2 separate regions of the Mus musculus genome follow, and region 1 is linked to region 2. Evidence: chromatin contacts called from public HiChIP or PLAC-seq data. All regions are on one chromosome and are shown on one strand. Each heading gives the region's core, a stretch centred on a gene start, on an enhancer-like site or on the middle of the called end of the contact. The rest is flanking DNA. Distances are from core to core; before and after follow the strand shown. Region 1 has its middle 14 kb from the start of Mir7671. Region 2 holds the start of Gdf9 (growth differentiation factor 9).

The links. HiChIP or PLAC-seq counts read pairs in DNA pulled down with a chosen protein or histone mark.
Region 1: an H3K27ac HiChIP or PLAC-seq map of epiblast stem cells shows a contact between it and region 2. The contact joins the enhancer-like site here to the promoter of Gdf9 in region 2. A contact is called at or near these places in 1 of 15 datasets of contacts at CTCF or cohesin (the NIH/3T3 cell line), 7 of 115 datasets of contacts at active chromatin or transcription factors (CD8 T cells, T-cell acute lymphoblastic leukemia, bone marrow-derived macrophages and 4 more) and 2 of 9 other capture datasets (adipose tissue and liver).

What each region holds. Positions count from the first base shown.
Region 1 is chr11:53,747,590-53,752,325 of GRCm38.p6, reverse strand. No RefSeq gene overlaps it. Among named protein-coding and RNA genes, the nearest start is that of Mir7671, 14 kb to the left of the region's middle. Within about 2 kb of position 2,400, at least 56 of the 459 cell types and tissues checked have an H3K27ac peak or open chromatin away from gene starts, as enhancers often do. A contact at or near this core is called in T-cell acute lymphoblastic leukemia, bone marrow-derived macrophages and epiblast stem cells, where this site is marked.
Region 2 is chr11:53,430,318-53,435,125 of GRCm38.p6, reverse strand. It overlaps Gdf9 (growth differentiation factor 9), which reads right to left and starts at 1,840. Exons shown (of 2, transcript NM_008110.2): 1 at 1,324-1,840. The coding sequence starts at 1,720. Uqcrq (ubiquinol-cytochrome c reductase, complex III subunit VII) reads left to right here and starts at 4,295. Exons shown (of 2, transcript NM_025352.3): 1 at 4,295-4,590. The coding sequence starts at 4,437.

The sequences.
Region 1 (4,736 bases), core at 1,151-3,650, 320 kb before region 2:
TAGTTGTTGATGATGATGATGAATGACAGTTTACTAAGAGAACAATATGCAGAGATGCTCAATATGTAAGAATTCTGGCTGCTCTTGCAAAGGACTGAAGTTCAAGTCCCAGCACCCGTAACTCCATCTTCAGGGGATCTGAAGCTCTTTTCTGGCCTCCTTTGGAACCTGCACTTACATGCACACACACACACGTAAAAATAAACCTTTTTAAAAACACAGTTTAATTAAAAATAATAACAAAAACAAAAATGACACAAAGACTTAGAAAGGATACCATGTGCAGGAGGGAATCAGCACAGTGTGCTTTCTCTTTCTCTTTTAATATTTGTTTTTATTACTTTTAATTATGTATGTGTATATATCTATATATATATATATACATATATATGTATATGGTTTTGTATATAAGTATGTACACATGAGCACAAGTGCCCATGGAGGCCAAAGACACTAGATCCTCCTGGAGCTGGAGTTACAAGTGGTTGTGGCTACCTTACTTGGGTCCTCGGATCCCAACCCAGATCAAGAGCAGTATGTTCTCTTAACTGCTGAGCCATCTCTCCAGCCTGAGGTGTGCCCTTTAAGAAGCTCACTGACTGGGACTGGAGAGATGGCTCAGCGGTCATCTTATCATCACCAACTGCTCTTCTGAAGGTCCTGAGTTCAAATCCCAGCAACCACATGGTGGCTCACAACCATCCATAATGAGATCTGACACCCTCTTCTGGTGTCTCTGATGACAGCTACAGATATAATAATAAATAAATCTAGAAGAAGGAGAAGGAGAAGGAGAAGGAGAAGGAGAAGGAGAAGGAGAAGGAGGAGAAGGAGAAGGAGAAGAAGAAGAAGAAGAAGAAGAAGAAGAAGAAGAAGAAGAAGAAGAAGAAGAAGAAGAAGAAGAAAAAGCAGCCCACTGATTGCTGTGTGCAGGGTGGGCTACAATGGGGCCAGAGTAGGAGGGAATACAGGAGGGGTGAGCCAGGGTGGAGGGACAGCAGCGCAGACAGTAGGAAAGAATCCAGGAAATAATCCATGCAGGGCAGAGTGTGGCAGGGAAGCCAGACAGCTGACTCAGTTGTGGAAGCAACTATAGAATGGGAGAAAATATTTGTAAATGCATACTTACCACCAAAGTATTTGTGGCCAGAATACACGAAGAATGTCTGCAAAACAAAACATAGTGATTCCACTGGCAACTCAGCACATGGGAGGTAAAGGCAGGAGGATCAGGGCTTCAGAGTCATCTTCCATTTACACAATAAGTCAGGGGCCAGTCTGGGCTACATGATACCTTGTTTCAAAAAAAAAAATCAAAGTAGTCAACTTCATTAGTCACATGTCACACACCTTTAATTCCAGCACTTGGGAAGCAGAGATTGACTGCTCTGCATAGTGAGACTATGTCTCCAAAAAAATTTAAATACAATAAAGAATATATATATATATATTATATATATATATTATGTATATATGTGTGTGTGTATTTACATATATTTGCATGCAGGGGAGGGAAGGATCATATGAAATATATATGAAAATCCCATATGGAAGTCTATTACTTTGCTGTAAGGTAATTTACTTTATTTATTATCATTAGTGCATGCATGTTTGTGCATGATACTGTTAAGCTGACAGTCACTACCCACCAAAGTGGTACACCAATAATCCCAGCATTTGGGAGGTGATCACAGGAAGATCAGAAATTTAAGGGTTATCCTTTGCTACAATGCCAAACAAGTTTGTAGCCAGATTGGGCCACATGAGACTTTGTTGCAAACAAACAAACAAAAACTTCCAGAGGAAAATGACCATGTGTGACTAAGGGTCAAATGACTTCAGATTTGAAAGTGAGTCTCACTGTTAGAAGCAAGGAGAGATACATCTTTACATAGTGTGTGTGTGTGTGTGTGTGTGTGTGTGTGTGTGTGTACATTTGTGTCTATGTGTCCTTGTTAGTGTGTGTGAGCACATTTGTGTTTGGGTACAAGATAATCACTTGTTTTTTGTATGTACACACATGCCACAGCAGTCATGAGTGTGTAAGAGCACAGCGTGCAGGAGTCAGTTTCCTCCTCCCACCATGTGTATCCTGGGGTTTAAACTCAGGCTTGTCAGCAAGTGCTCTCCAAATCTTTAAACTGCCAAGGAAGAGCCGGATGGTGGCTGCGAATGCCTTCAGTTCTAGCACTCAGAGGCTGAGGCAGGTAGATCTCAGAGTTTGTGGCCAGCCTGGTCTACAGAGTGCATTTTAGGACAGCCAAGGCTACCCAGAGAAACCCTATCTTGATTTTAAAAAATAATAAAAATAAAAGAAAATTGTAGCCTCCCCCAGCCTTAAGCAGGCTGATTCAGACCTTGCTCACTGTGAATGAGACCACCTGGGGTGGAGCCTTCCCACCGAGATAGTTCTATTGTTCTGTCACCTGCTGCTGCTCTGCTCCAAGACAGCTGAGAGGCTGAACCTGTTTTCCTGAGATATTCCTGAGATAGCCCACAACCTGTGGAATTGGCGACCTAATGCCAACAGCTCTGACAGACTAAATGCTAACAACTTAGCAACAAAGCATCAAGAAGCCTGGTGTAGCAGGGGGTGGGCCTCCCCCTTTATAAGCACAGACTGCTAGTAAACATTGGGCCGTGATCAGAAAATTTGTCTTGGTCTCTTTACTCCTCTCACATTCCCTCCTTTACAGCTCTGGCCTCCCACTCAGGAACTCAGTTCATTTTCGGCTACAGAAAATAAAATCTGAGGTAAAAGCACCACAGAGCTGGGTTCTCTCCAGAACTTGAAGGCAATGGGGACTGGCAGCTGCAGGAGGGAGGGGCACCTCAGGCCGCCTCAGCTGGAGAGAAACTATGGTGGTTCCTTGGCAGCCGAAAGTTTTAAGCAGAAGGCAGATGTTAGACCTTTTTTTTTTTTTTTTTTTTTTTTTTTTAAATAAATAGATGTTAAAAATGAAATAAAGGAATTTTCATGATGAAAAAACAAAAATAACATTTTGGGGACCAGCAATGTAGCCTGGTGGTGGAGTGTTGCCCAGTGTGCACCGCTACTTGTCCTGGATCCGATCTTTAGCACTGCAAGCAAACAACAACAGGTTTTTGATGCTGTTGTCAATGTATGTGATGACAAGACGGGAGAAACGTCACCAAAGTACATCATAGACATGCATGAAGGTGCCGTAGCAAAACCCATTATGCCATACAGTTAATTTTGGTTTTTAGAGCAAGGGCATTGCATGCCTCTAATCCCAGCACTTGGAAGGCTGAGGCAGAGGGCTCACTGAAAGCTCAGGACCAGCCTGGACTACAAACATAGAGACCCTGTCTTAGAACTCTTCCCCCAGCCCCATCCCCACAGCCAAATATCCATCCCCAACCCAACAAGATGCTACGATAACAAGAGTGGGAGATGAGGAAACCTGAGGAAAAGGGAACCCTCATCACTGTGGGTGAGAATGTGAACCAGGGCAGCCAGCTGTGGACATAATGGAGGTTCCTCATTACTAAAAGTAGACTACCACGTGATTCGTGGGACCAGCCCTGTATGCACTGAAGGAACCCGAGTCAGCACACGGTGGGCCCATAGCGTGGCTCACAATGGCCAAGATATGGAGCCAGGCAAGATGTCCATCAGCAGACAAACCAGGAGAAAGAAAAGCAGTGCATACACACAAGACATGCTCTTGTCTCTCCTCACTCTGTAGCCCCGCTGACCTGGAATTCACTATGTACTCCAGGCTAGCCTTGAGTTTAGTATGGTAATCCTTCTTCCTTGGCCTCCTAAATGCTGGGATTACAGGTATAAACTGCAGGCCCAGCACAACAGTTTTGTTCTACCATAAAGAATTAAGTTTCCTAGCAGTCTGGAGGCAGAGACAGAGGGATCTTTGTGAGTTCAAGGCCAGCCTGGTTTACAGAGCAAGTTTCAGGACAGTCAGGGCTACGCAGAGAAACCCTGTCTCTAAAAACCAAACCAAACAAACAAACAAATAGAATTACGTTATCTCCAGGAAAATAGATGTAACCGAAGATCACCTTGTTAAGCAAAATAAGCCAGACGCAGACAAATGTTGCTTCCTCTCATTTGAGGAACCCAGGTTCAAACGTGCACACACACGAGCATGGAACAGAGCGTGAAGGAGGAAACCACAGATGGTGGTGGGAAAGGAAAGACAAAATGTTGGACTTTCTCTCAGCGGTAGATCTAACCTAACAGTTACACAAGGCTACTTATATATAACATACGATAAGACATGAGAGAGGAGGGAGGCTTGTGGTCAGAGGGGAAAGGACCAGCTGGAAAAGGGGGATTTGCACTGAAGGCTGGGGGGGGGTGGGTAAACAGGACTAAAACACAATGATTCATATGCCATGGCTGTGAAAACGTCATGACAAAATTCACTTGTTTATTTTATTGTCTTATTGAGCCAGGACCTCACTATGTAGTCCTGATTGGCCTGGAACTTGCTGTAGATATAGTCCAAGCCAACCAGGAACTCACAGAGATCCACTTGCCTCTGCACCCCTGTCCCTGCCCCGTCCAAGCTGTGGCTAAAGCCATGTGTCACCACCCTACAAAACTCATTCCCATGCTTTCTCTTTTATTAGATAGATAGATAGATAGATAGATAGCGATTATAATTACATCATTCTCCCCTATTCCTTTCCCCCCAACCCATTCCAGGCAACATCCCAACTTTCTTGTAAAATTCATGGCCTCTTTTTCTTTA
Region 2 (4,808 bases), core at 591-3,090:
TAAAAAGGTCCCCCATTGTTGGCAAACGCTTGGAGGTCTGGGATTTTGTTTGCTCATTTGTTATGGAGACAGAGACGGGGTCTTACTGTGTAGCCCTTGCTATCCTGGAACTCTAAACCCAGCTGGCCCTGAACTCAAAGAGCAAAGCCTGCTCCTGCCTCCTGAGGGTTAGAATTAAAGTCATGTGTCACTGCAACCCCACGTGAGTTTTGTTTTGTCTTGTTGGTACTGGAGGTCAAACTCCAGGCACCTGGTATATAAAACATAAATGGTACCACATCTCAGCCATATAGTTTTGGGTTTTTGCCTTTAAAAAAAAAAAAAAAAAAAAAGAGGGCTGGTGAGATGGCTCAGTGGGTTAGAGCACCCGACTGCTCTTCCGAAGGTCCAGAGTTCAAATCCCAGCAACCACATGGTGACTCACAACCATCCGTAACGAGATCTGACACCCTCTTCTGGTGTGTCTGAAGACAGCTACAGTGTACTTACATATAATAAATAAATAAATAAATAAAAAGAAAGAAAGAAAGATGTACTGTGCAGGTGGAGACAAACTTTCTTCTTCCAGGAAAGCAAACGAGGGGAAATGTTCCGGATCACACCCAATACTAAATCAAAAGCAGGCTTTAGGCACCATGCTAGGCCAACAACTTGGTAGAATAAAAGAGATGCTAACTGCCTCCAGAACTTTCTTTGGCCTTTCAGGACATTAGTCTCTTCTAGCCTTAACATATTGAGATGGCGTGGTGCTGTGTGCCTGGAATCCCAGCACTAGAGTGACTGAGCAGGAGAGTCACTGCAAGTTTGAGACAGTCTCAAAAAATAAAAAAAAATTTAAAAAAGGAAACTCGAACAAGATAAAATCTATTAGTTTCTTAACTAAAGATGCTGTAGGAAACAAATAAAACAGTGTTATCAATGCTATTGGCCAGGGATGTAGTAGCAGAGGGCGTAGCTAGCATATGTGAACCCCTTGCCCTCAATTTAATCCTTAGTACCACCACACCAAAACAAAAAAACAAAAAAAAAAAACTTTAAACTTTTTAAAAAGTGCTAACTTTAAAAGAAAAAGTTTGTTTCAGTTGGACACTGAGAATCATGCAAAATAGAATTCACAGGATGGTGAAAACCTGTGTGATTCCAGTACTTAAGGAGCCGAGGCAGAAGGATGCAGAGTTCTGAGTACAGACTGGGTAACAGGGGTAGATCCTGCCTCAAAACAAACCAAGGGACCCAAATCAAAGTGTGGCTCCTTCTGGTAACAGAATCGGTAAAGCCTCTGTCTTTTCTCCCAGCCCAGTTGAGCAACCTCCTCTTACCCACCTGTCACCTGGTTGCTGGGTGCCTGCTCTTGCTGGGCACAGGGACTGAAGAGCCGGACGGTATTGTAGAGGTGACTTCTGCTGGGTTTGGGAACCCCCTCTTTGGTAGCATACGTCTTATAGAGCTTTTTCATGTAGTAGAGTGCTCTGGAGTCAGGCTGCAGCTTAGGGGTCTCACCTCGCCTATCAGATAGAACCTTAAAGAGGGGGGGCAAGAGGCCAGACCTGTCAGTCCCATCTACAGGCAGCAGCAAGGACCAGGGGTCTGCCTCAGACTCCACATTTTCACTGGCTCCACTCTGGGATTCTTCAGTAGAAGCCTGAGAGCTAAGGCTACTAAGAAAACACAGCCAGGCAAAGCAGCAAACCCCCAACAGGAAGTTGCTGGGAAGTGCCATGACTTGGGAGAACTAAGAAGGAACGCATCTCCTCGTGCCAGTCTTCTTTCTAAAGGTCGGGGAGGCCCTGGCGTGGTCCTTAAATAAAATCTAGGTGTGGAAGACTGACTTCACTTCTGTAATCAGACCTCAAGCATGCCTAGCTGTACATTGTTTCTTATCAGCTCTACAGCAGTCAGCTGACAACACGGTTTTATCCAATTTGTTCTCATTAGATACAGATTTATCTACTTATTTGGCTTTCTTTCCCTGTTTCTCCTGGACATTTATTTCAAACCCACCAAGTATCGTCACCCTAGTGGACTACTTATATAGGTGAGAGCCCAACAGAAACCCAAGGAATTATAAAACAAAACCTCTTAGGGCTGGAGATGTGACTGCAGAAGTATTAGGTTTATTTTTTCCTCTTGATTCATCGTCTATCTCCACAGCTCCCACGTCCAGGTGGTTAGAATAACTGATGGCTTACTGCACAGTGAATCAGAGAAACAAAGTCACAATGGGTTCTGAAATTCCAGTGATGTTAGGCTGTTCAGCCTGTCCAGGTGGCTTAGTAGAGGGGTTGTAAAGTTGGCCCAAGACAACAGCTACTTGCAATGTGCTTTGAAAAAGGACATCAGGGCCCAGGTGTAGAGGTTCACGCCTTTAATCCCAGCATTCAGGAGACACAGGCAGGTGGATCTCTGTGGATTCAAGCCAGCCTGGTCTATATAGAGAGTTCTAGGACAGTCAGAGCTACATAATTTTGAGAGACCCCATCTCAAAATAAAAAGAGGACATCACCTTTAACTTTGAGCAATTAAAACATACAATGTCTTGGGGCCAGAAAGATGATGGATGACCTGGCAGTTAAGGGCACTGGTTGCTCTTCTTAGAACAACCATTTATAGCTCCACTTCCAGGGGAGCCAATGCCTTTCTCGGGCATCCTTAGGAATACAAAACACCCATTATAAAATGAAAATAAACAATTAAAAAAAAGCCACAATATCTAGCTGGAATGGCAAGATAGCAACTTGCCGCCAAGCCTAACGACCAAAAGTCATCCAGTCCTAAAGGCCTAACTTCAACCCCTGTGATCCACAGAGAAAAAGGGAGAAGAGACTTCTACAGCTCGTCTTCTGACCTACACCCCTAGCACTTACATACCAAATACATATTTTAAAATGTAGTGACAGTACAATATCCTGATGCCCTTGTTTTGGTCTACAATTCACTTGACTATACTTTGGTTGAAAAATCTTGAGACATCAGCAAATGCAATTAAATAGACATCGTATTTATTCTTTAACCAACCACCCAGATGGCAGAAATCAGGACAGTGTTTTAGTCCTTGATTAAAGTATTTGTGTCCCGGCCTTGGAGGTGAGATCAAGCTAGATAATGTTTAAGGAAAATGGGGGCAGGGTGGAGGTGGGGGGGAGAATGTGCAGGTGCACCATGAAAGGCTATCTAGCACCCCTTGGAAGGAGACTATCTCTTGGGAGAAAGTCAAAACACACTAATGACACAGGATAAAAAAAAAATCAGTTTGCCCAGCACCAGATAGATAAGGCTGAAGTACTCTTGCAAAACTGAAGCTCACCGCCAAACTGCCCCAGTTTGATTGCCAGATTATTTACAGCCAGTTAACCCATTTACAGCCACTGAGAGGAGGAGAAAGGGCGGTGAGTCCCACAGGATAATATTAGCTAGGAGAATGAATGCACTTTAGAGAAAACATAACAGTTCCTTAGAGAGTGGGGTCTGGGTTTGATGACACACTCAGCCCAAACCCACCACTTTCTCCTTGGCTCCCATCACCACTATGTGCGTCTGACAACTGCCACACTCGTTCGTGGCTGAACTGGGAGAAACGTTTATGTCACATCTTGGACAAGTCTACAGCCTGCCAGTGGCTTGCTAGGCAGTGTGTACCAAAGCTCTAGATCCGTGTCCTTAATTTTGTACTGTGGTCAGTGAAGGCCCTTTTGGTTATGAGGACCACATATACCTGGTGGAGAGTAAGGGACAGCAGAAGAACGAGGAGAACAAGTCTTTTTGTTTTTTCTTTTTAATTTTTGAGCAGCTGCCGGCTGTTATGCAAAGGCCTGGTACTGAGCGGAAAGGACCGCCTCTTGGAACACCCAGGTGCTCCTAAGCCACGCCCATCACCCTAATCCGCGCCCCATGCACCTATAGGCCCCGCCCCGTGCACCTCTCGACGGGGGACCTTACGGACGTATCCACCTAAGATCCCCAGGGTGGCTAATAAGCCCCGCCCACTTGCTTGGCACCCCTCCCACCAAGCCACCATTCCTCTTCAAGCCCCGCCCCTTGGCAACATCAACCTCTCCCGTGCGTTCACTACTTACCGTAAGCCCACAAGCACCTCTATAAGCCCCACCCACGTGTCGCTAGAAGCGCCTCTAAGCTCCGCCCAGCCCTCTTGGTACTGGTCCTTTCCGGCTACACGAAGGTCAGGCCACGCCCACTCAGGTCAACTGACAATTTTTTTTTTGAGTCTCCCCCTTGAGATCGAAAGAAAATGGTAGTTCCCGGAAATGACTTCACGTTCTCTAGGCTCGGCTTCCGCTCCTCCCGGAAGTGACGGGCGAAAGCCGGCTCAGAGCTCTGGAGGTAGAGGTGACCGATCCTGGGGGTCGGTGTTAGGCCGTGGGAGGTTTTTCGCGAGACTGAGCCACGCGTCTATCTTCTGTCCCAGGGCCGCCGTCACCATGGGCCGCGAGTTTGGGAACCTGGCGCGGATACGGCACGTGATCTCCTACAGCTTGTCGCCCTTTGAGCAGCGCGCCTTCCCAAGCTATTTCAGCAAAGGCATCCCCAACGTGCTGCGCCGCACTCGCGAGCGCATCCTGCGCGTGGCGCCGCGTGAGTGCGGGGCGGGCGGGGTACAGCCGCGCACCTCTCCTTCCGACGCCCTCGCGGGGCAGACGTGGAGGAGTTCTTATCATATCGAAATGACTGGCCTAAGGTCACTTGGGTGACTCCAACGGCTCCCTCTGAGGTCATCGCTGGCCACTATCTGTGATGAAAGGCTGATGCAATCAGTGTCTTGTGTTAGATGTGCGGCCGATTTTGCTGTCGGT